Linked DNA regions of Gossypium hirsutum: all the other regions are linked to region 3. A link is a contact called in public Hi-C data. All regions are on one chromosome and are shown on one strand. Each heading gives the region's core, a stretch centred on a gene start, on an enhancer-like site or on the middle of the called end of the contact. The rest is flanking DNA. Distances are from core to core; before and after follow the strand shown.

Evidence for each region. Hi-C and Micro-C count contacts between places; a contact is called where the count stands out from the background.
Region 1: a contact with region 3 is called in a Hi-C map of hypocotyl, with 3 times the contacts expected there. The contact joins the promoter of LOC107962871 here to the promoter of LOC107897070 in region 3. A contact is called at or near these places in 3 of 34 Hi-C or Micro-C datasets (callus, hypocotyl and leaf).
Region 2: a contact with region 3 is called in a Hi-C map of leaf, with 1.9 times the contacts expected there. The contact joins the promoter of LOC107897078 here to the promoter of LOC107897070 in region 3. A contact is called at or near these places in 3 of 34 Hi-C or Micro-C datasets (all in leaf).

The regions. Positions count from the first base shown.
Region 1 is chrA06:31,338,129-31,340,828 of Gossypium_hirsutum_v2.1, forward strand. It overlaps LOC107962871 (probable serine/threonine-protein kinase SIS8), which reads right to left and starts at 1,421. Exons shown (of 13, transcript XM_041115744.1): 1 at 858-1,421. The coding sequence starts at 1,238.
Region 2 is chrA06:31,952,518-31,955,217 of Gossypium_hirsutum_v2.1, forward strand. LOC107897078 (CXXC motif containing zinc binding protein) reads right to left here and starts at 1,270. Exons shown (of 4, transcript XM_016822415.2): 1 at 1,004-1,270; 2 at 252-359. The coding sequence starts at 1,105.
Region 3 is chrA06:31,668,013-31,670,858 of Gossypium_hirsutum_v2.1, forward strand. It overlaps LOC107897070 (probable beta-1,3-galactosyltransferase 12), which reads right to left and starts at 1,510. Exons shown (of 7, transcript XM_016822406.2): 1 at 1-1,510. The coding sequence starts at 341.

The sequences.
Region 1 (2,700 bases), core at 171-2,670, 330 kb before region 3:
CATATCCGCAGTTACTAAAAAACATTCTACCTTAATAATTGAACGAAAAAAAAAATAATTGTATTAACAGGAAAGGTAAAATTAATGCTCCCTGCTAATAGAACAAGAAACATACATGTAAAGTTACTTTATAGCAATAAACCATAAGGAAAAAGGCTTACCAATTAGCTATATTTAAAAAGGACTCTGGCATTATATAGCAGAGATTAAAAAACCCAAACCGCCATGCCTATAAGATAAAGGAAATTTTCATATAATAGAGACACAACCCGTAGCAGGCTAGTGAGCGGCAAATCTTCAAGTAGTAGAACGATGAGCAATTATCAGAGAAAAATCAATAAAAAACCAGAAAGGATGTACCATGCTACATTTAGCAAAACTTCAATTAATAGAAGTAGAAAGATTAATTGAGCTTCGACATGCAAACCAAAAGCATCTGTCAAAAGAAACAATAAAAAAGAAAGCTTTAACAAGTTTTTTTTTTATCAGAATCAATCAATGACTAATGAAAATGACGTGGAAAGCTAAGGATATCCAAAATTACTACCGGAAAGAGGAATTCTGGAAAAGTGATCCGCAGTTGAGGACTCCTCGTGTTTAAAATGCAAATGAAAATGAAAATGGAATCAAATAAATAAATAAATAAACATAGTAGCAATTTGTATAAGAAGGAAACATGAAATGCAATCAGAATTTATGAATAAAAGAAAACAAATGTCATAAGAAAAAAAAATCATAAATTATATAACACGTTTAGATATCATAACCAATTCAAACAAGAAATGCAATTTCGATAACCTAAAACTGAAAGATATAATAAAGTTTTTAAATATATAAAGTAAGAAAGAATATATTACCCAATAACGAAGCGAGAGTAACTCCACGAAAGTGCCGGCTCCGCTAAATCTTTTAGCAGCGTCGATATGAGCCGTCTCGGGATCCGAGGCACTGATCGCCAAAGCCAACTGCATCTGAAACTCTTCTTCCAATAAATTAAAATCCACCTCGTCACCAGCCGTCCGATCTCCCCCGGCCGATTCAACGGCCCCAATTCTCCCCAATGTACCTGAACCAACAGAAGACGCCGAAGAAGAAGAAAAGGAAGACGCCGTTTCTTGTCCCGTTGAATTCGTACTCGGACTTGAGCTGACCACGGGCTGCGTCTCCGTCAACCGTTGGTGCTCATTTAAACCGCCGCCGATATGGAGTTTCCTTAATAAATGCTTCATTTTCGGCATCGATCATCAACGGCGACTTTTTTCCCGTTCTCCGTTTCTTTTATAAATTTCTTTTTCTTTTTCCTTTTTTGAAAATTTGTTATTGTTTTTATTTTTTTTTAATTTCTTATTCTATTTCTATTATTCCATCTGCAGACTTAACCTACGCCCACTGGTTTAAAAGCATACTCGCTTAAGCTGCGCACTCTTCTCCGCTAAGCTACCCGTAATTGAAAAGACTTTTAAATTAACCGCTCACCCATTCCCTCCAACACACACACTCTCAAATTTAATAATTAATTAATCAATTAATTCTACTTCTTCTTCCCTTGATAGTACTATTTATACATAACCTTTTCCCCTCCATTTTTTATGTCTTGCTCTTTCAATTCTAAATGTAAAGCTTGAAATCCTCACCCATAAAATAATTATTTTTTTATATAATTTATTGTTGATTAAAATATATTGAAGAAAGAAATTGAAATTATCTGGGATTAAATCTAAATTCGTATATTTATAACATAATATTCTTGGGACTACCAAATCAAGAGATTGTTGACTAAATTTTTAAATATTATTATTTACAATTAAAATATAACATATCCATATTTAAACTAAAATATAAGATTAGTACTAATAAAATAACAATGATACCACATGTACAATAAATGAAATACCTATATTTAATTGAGAAGTGAAAAGCATATATATATATATATTACTTGCGAAACAATCCGTTCGTGCAACCTATCAATTACATACATGATCTATTTATTTATTTGTGAAAGGAAAGTTGAAGAATTATTACGATAAACAACCCTTTGACCTATGAACGGTTGATGGCTTAGCCAACCCAAAATAACAAATATATATTTTAAAAACCCAAGTTGAAGTTATGGTTTGAGAGTTTGAGAAGTTTCTAAGAAGGAACCTGTTCTTTGTAAATATTGCGACTTCACTTGAAGAACAAGTTTGGAAACAAAATGGCATGTGTCTCCACGCTTGGTCCCATATTTTTGTTTTAGGTTACGTTTAGGGGTGGCGCTATAAATTATTATTATTATTATTATTATTATTATTACAACAGTATATAAATTTTAATGTTTTTAAATAATACAAATTTTATTTTCAAAGTTACTAAATTAATTAAGTCAAATATGAGAACAAAAAACTTTAGAGACCAATCAATTGCATTTTTTTTCAATTTAACCCGTTTGCTTCTATCACAAACTTAATAAAAATAGACTAAAATAAGTAAATTTAATTAGTTGAATTATTATTTTGAAAGTTTTAAAAGTTAAGTGACTACAAAAGAAACTTAAGCATAATTGTGTGTCCTGTAATGAAGTTTATCCTAATATCTAATACAAGTAAATTTAGATATTCTAATTACTATTCGCAACAGATACAGTGTAAATAACAAATTCACTCTTGAGAATATTTAATGGATTGGAATATATAAATTCTTTAATTAATTCGAATT
Region 2 (2,700 bases), core at 20-2,519, 280 kb after region 3:
AGGTTTCCTTTCTGCTAAACCAAAACCAGTATTACCATATGCAGCCCAAGTGAGAGGTTAGATTCAACTTGAATGAGCACTTTAAAAGAAATTCACTAAGTAGAACTCAGAGTATTACTTATAATAACTAGAATTTGTCTCTGTTGTCCCCCCTACGCTCTCAGCAAACAAACAAACCTAAATTCAACAGATCCTAATGAATTTCAACTGAAGCTAATGCATTTACTGGCAACACAAGCATATAATATTACCTTCTGAACAAGATTGGTGGTTCCCTTGCCTTGTAGAAGAGGAACAGTATCGCCCAAACTCACACATGTTTCCTTCTGACTCAACTCTCCACACCTCCCACACTTCAGCTGCAAATCCAAGATTTCAAATATTAGTGAAATAAGACCTTGACAAGCAAGGATATGCAGAAACAAGAGAAGATGACAGATGCTGCTAACTCTTAAGTACATAGGTGAAAGAAGAACAAGAAAAAGATACTAAAATCCAAAAAAAACAAAATCGGATCCGAATACTTAAGAAGAGGACATTCCAGCAAATTCATGAAAGGAATCAAAGAAATTTCAATTGCATAGCCATCTAAAAACGATATTTTTAGAAAAAGACCGAAGAACGATGTTGAAAACACATAAATGAAACAAGAAATCGATTCGAAATAAAATAAGAAGAGAAAATAATGGATAGATAAAGTCAATGCACGTCTATTCGCAGTTGATACAAAATAAGGCCAAAACAAGTAGCTAAAATAAATTCAAATTCAGCTAAAATAATGGATTGCCCATATCTATAAGCATTTATTCCCCAAAACAGGCTAAAATTCAATAACAGAAAAAAAAATCGACTCAAAAATCTGAAATTCGAAGTGAAACAAAGAATTAAACGGAGAACGTTCAGGATTCAAGCAACAATAAGAATAATAAATCAGCTGCAGCTGAGTTCAAAGGAAGAAAATCAAAGTCAAAAAGCAGGCGAAGAAACAGAAAGAGAGGGAGACCTTGAAGAGATAGGGAAAGGAAGGATCGTCACAGCCGCCCTGAGGCTGGAGGTTAGTGAGGTTTTCGAGGTCGGCAGAGATCTTCAGCATGAAATTCACCATTTTCGCTTATAATTTAGCAGCGTGGAACCTAAGCTTTCTCTTTCACTCTCTCTCTCACCGTTGCAGTGGGATTTGGATGACATGAAAAATGGGCCTGTGGAAGACAATCGGTTGTGGCTTGTTGGAATTCCAATCCTTTTAACATTCACCCAACCCCTGTATTTTTTATTCTAAAGGAAAGTTGGTTTAAATAATCATTCAATCCCTGTAGTTTTTAAACTCTAGAAATTTAGTTTCTAATAATTTAAACCCTCTATTAGTCTAATTTGAAATTTGAAGCTCCATTTATTATACTATTATAATTTTTTGTTAAATTTGAATTTGTGAGATATTTTAATATCAAAATTCTTATTTAAAATTAAAACCTAATCAATAATACAAACACGCATTGTGTAAAATTTTTCTTCACCCTAAAAACCCATTAGATAGATATTTTCCACCTCAATCAAGCTAAAGTGTCTTTATGGGTAAACCTAGTTGTTCATCACTTCTGCACGAAACTCTTTGAATTTATCAAAAGTTTCACTCTTGCGGTGCATAAGGTGTACATACCTATATCTAGAATAATCATCAATAAAGGTTACATAATACTCATAACCACTTCTTGCACTGACGCTCATGGGACTACGTACGTCAGTGTGCACAAGTTCTACAAGTTTTACAACCCTTATTCCTTTTGCATTAAAAGATCACTAAGTCATCTTACCTTCTAAGCAAGATTCACGTGGTGGAAGATCAACTTCTTTAAGCAAACTTAAGATGTCGTCTTTCACAAGTCTAGTTATTCTTTCTTAGTTAATATGATCAAGTCTCTAATGTCAAAGGTACGCCTCATTAGAGTGAGAAATTTTAAGTCTTTTATTTGTTATTTCAACCTCAAGCAGTGTGTACATCTTTATTTGATAAAATAGAGATTATTTGACATCCATCTATTATAGATAATATTGCAATTTCTAAATATTGCAATTCTATTATTAAAAGTCACGATCAAGCAGTCTCTATATAATCATACAACTAAAATTAAGTTTCTTTTGAAACTTGGTACATAAAAAAACGTCTTTTAAAATAATCTTTCTAAAATTATCAAAACAGATGTATACATCTCCCACTACTTCGGTTGCCACAATTGTCCTAGTTTTGGTATGCAATGATAAACTCTTATCTCTAAGATCTTTTGTCTCCTCAAACCCCTGTAGAGAAATACAAACATGATTTAAGGCTCCTGAATCAATGACTCAGTTGCCTATTGAGTCCTCCACTAAACAAGCTTCTATTATAAAAAGTTTCATGCATTTGCCTTTGGTAGTTAGATATTCCTTCCACTCTTTACAGTTAGCCTTGAAATGCCCTTTCTTACAGCAGATAAAGCATTTAAACTTAGATAAGTCTTTAGGCTTTCTAGTTCTCTTCCTTACCACTTGTGGTGGCACACAGACCTTAGCCTTGCCTTTCTCAGAGCGTTTTCCCTTTCCTTTTAAGGAAAAAGCTATAACTATATTTGCTTCTGCTCTTCGGACCGATTTACTACCATTTAACATCAACTCATAGGATTGTAACTCCTTCAGAGTTGTGCAAGCATTAAGTTCTTGTTGCTA
Region 3 (2,846 bases), core at 260-2,759:
AGAAGCTTGGGGCGATCAACCAAGCCTTTGTTACTGTCATCGCCGAGCTTCCCCGAATCCAAGGAAGAGTAAAAGGAACGGAAAGTGTCCTCGGATGTACCGCATCGGAAGATGGGCAAGGGTTGGTTGCGGCGGATGGCGGAGAGGGCGAAGAGGGTGCCGGCGAGACCGATGAGGAGGCAGAGGAGTGAAAAGACGAGAATGGGCCAAGGAATTCGAGTTGAGGAAAAGGCGGAAAAGGGCTTTGAGGGCTTGACGGGTTTGGCGGAGTAGAAGGAAGGAAGCGGAGCGGATCCCGCGGAACCGCTGGAGGCGGAGGAGCGGTGAGAGAAGAGGGGCATTTTAGTGAATTACGGGGAATGGGAGTGAGAAAATATAGTAAATTGGTAATGAAGAAAAAGATTTAACAGCAGTCAATCACTGAGTCGAAGAGTGGTGTACCTTTGTAGGGGAGCGAAATGAACCTTGAGAAATACTGCACTTGATATAATTTTTGGTAGTTGGATCTTTGTTTTTCTTTTTCATTTTTGCTCCTCTTTAAAGCTTCACCGGGCATGTTAAATCTGACTGTTTTTTCCTTGTGAAAATTAAAAACCCTTTATTGGATTCTTTCATTTCACATTCTCAAATTTGACTTTGTAACTCTGTACTTGGAGCATTTGCAACGTACATGTTTCCATCCGGAGGGATTACATTTGCTTTCTTTTAAGGGCCTTTTCCCCTCTCTCAATGAGAAAAAGTAATTGGAGTCAAATTCGGTCCATGCGAATGAGAGCAAAAGTTTCTAACAAATAATAAAAGCCAAAGCTTCAACCAATACAAAACAAAGGCCTTAATAGCCAATAAAGCTAATGCCCTAGTCAGGCAACCTAAGAGGATTCAACACTTGAATCAAAGGGAGCGAAGGTGGATTCAAGCCAATACAATGGTTGCCAACCCTTCCTTTCCTAGTGTTGGAAACGTTGCAAACTTGAAACAACAGATAGGTGGAACCTAAAAAAAGTTCATATAAAAACACAAGCCATCAAAGACTCCATGGGAAAAAAGTCATTATTGGCATAGCAAATGGACCAGTCTTCGCGTCCGAGCAAATTACACAATAAAAAAAATGAGGGGAAAGCAAGCGCCACATATAAAGTCTCCACGAGAAAGGTAAAGGCTTATACCGAAGCCAAACATTATTATTTCGAATAACGATCTCCATCACATGGAAAACCTGGCCGATAGACTGAATTACAAGGGCGACAAAGTAGGGGTGGTGATGGACTACTTAACCGCCAAACGACTGGTTGCGATAGAGGATTTTCTTTGATAAAAAATGGGTTGTTGACGCTGGTCAATGAGATTGCTAGTGGTGGAGATGAAAAGCAGAAGGAGAAGGGGTTATGGATGATTTTTTACGACAATTCGAAGGTCAGAGGATGAAATCAGAGTGGTTTTTGATACCTTGTACGACGAAAGGGGTGGATAAAAAGCCAACCAACGGTGCAAGAGCTTAATCCATATATTTTTAGTACGGTAGCAAAGTTCTTAACCCTTAAAACTCTTTCCAAGATTAAAACCATTTATTGCTGTCTTTTTTTCAGTTTTTCATTGCTTTTTCTATTGAATCTTTCCCATTTTTATACTGTATAAATACTTTGGTTTTTTATTTGAAAAATATCTCAAGGTTTTAGCTTAGCCATTTTTTTGTACTAATTACATTGTAATCTACAAACAACTCTTGTATTCATAAGCACTCAAGCCTTCTTATATTTCTCATAAAAATATTTTTCTTTATTTTTTTATTTTTTTTCAGACACTAAATGACGTTAATTATAGCATGGATTGTATCAAACGCAATGAAAGAATATAAATTGATACCAGAAATGAATGCACATTGTCCATTATCAGTAAAATCATAAAGTGAAAAACATAAGTATATTCTTTTATATGTAATATATATTCAAGCGAAATAATTCATTAACTATAATTTTAAAATGGTTAAATGCATAAGAGTCAAAATTTTCAAATTGTTCATGTAAAGGCCTAACTTTTACAGAATTACTACCTTTTAAAGTGCTCAAATAAGAATATAATTACTATCAATATTTATTTGATCTATAGATTACGAAGTTGAAAAGTGTAAAATATGTTAAATATGATGTGAATAACAAATTGTTTATCCAGGGTAGAATAATTTCACTCTTATTAACACATTGCTTATCCGGGGAAGAATTCTCAGTTATAGAACAATAGTATTATTTTTATTTAATTGTGTATGAAAATAGTTTTTTTTTTTTTTTACTTTTCATATTTAGTCACATTTTTTTTTCATTTGATCACTAAAATAAAGTTATTGTTGTTGTTAACCATATACAAAGATAAAGGTTAATTATGAATAGATAAGTTATAACCGCATTGCATTCTTATTATAAAGACTTTTGCTTTCATGATTAAATTAACCCATCAAGACTTCAAATCTTCATTTTTGGACAAAAAAAAACATAGTTATTAATTTACTCTTGATTAATTAGGATTCTTAAGAATTTGTTTTGTTATAATTAGTTATAGCATAATTATGATTAAAACATTCAACCAATAGTTGAGTTAAAATTTTCATTTTGATTATATAAATTTAAAAAATATATTATTGAAATATTTTTTCAACGAAAATTTGAAATTTACATGCATGTTCTTTAATATTTTAAATATATGTATATGGAAAATAATTTTAAAAAATTTAAGTAAAATTATAAAAATAGAACTGATACGTCTTTAACAATTGGTTTTAAAAATTATGGACTAATTGCATAATTTAAAAGTAAGGTAAAAGTGTTTGTCAAATTCCTTTATTATATAGTACA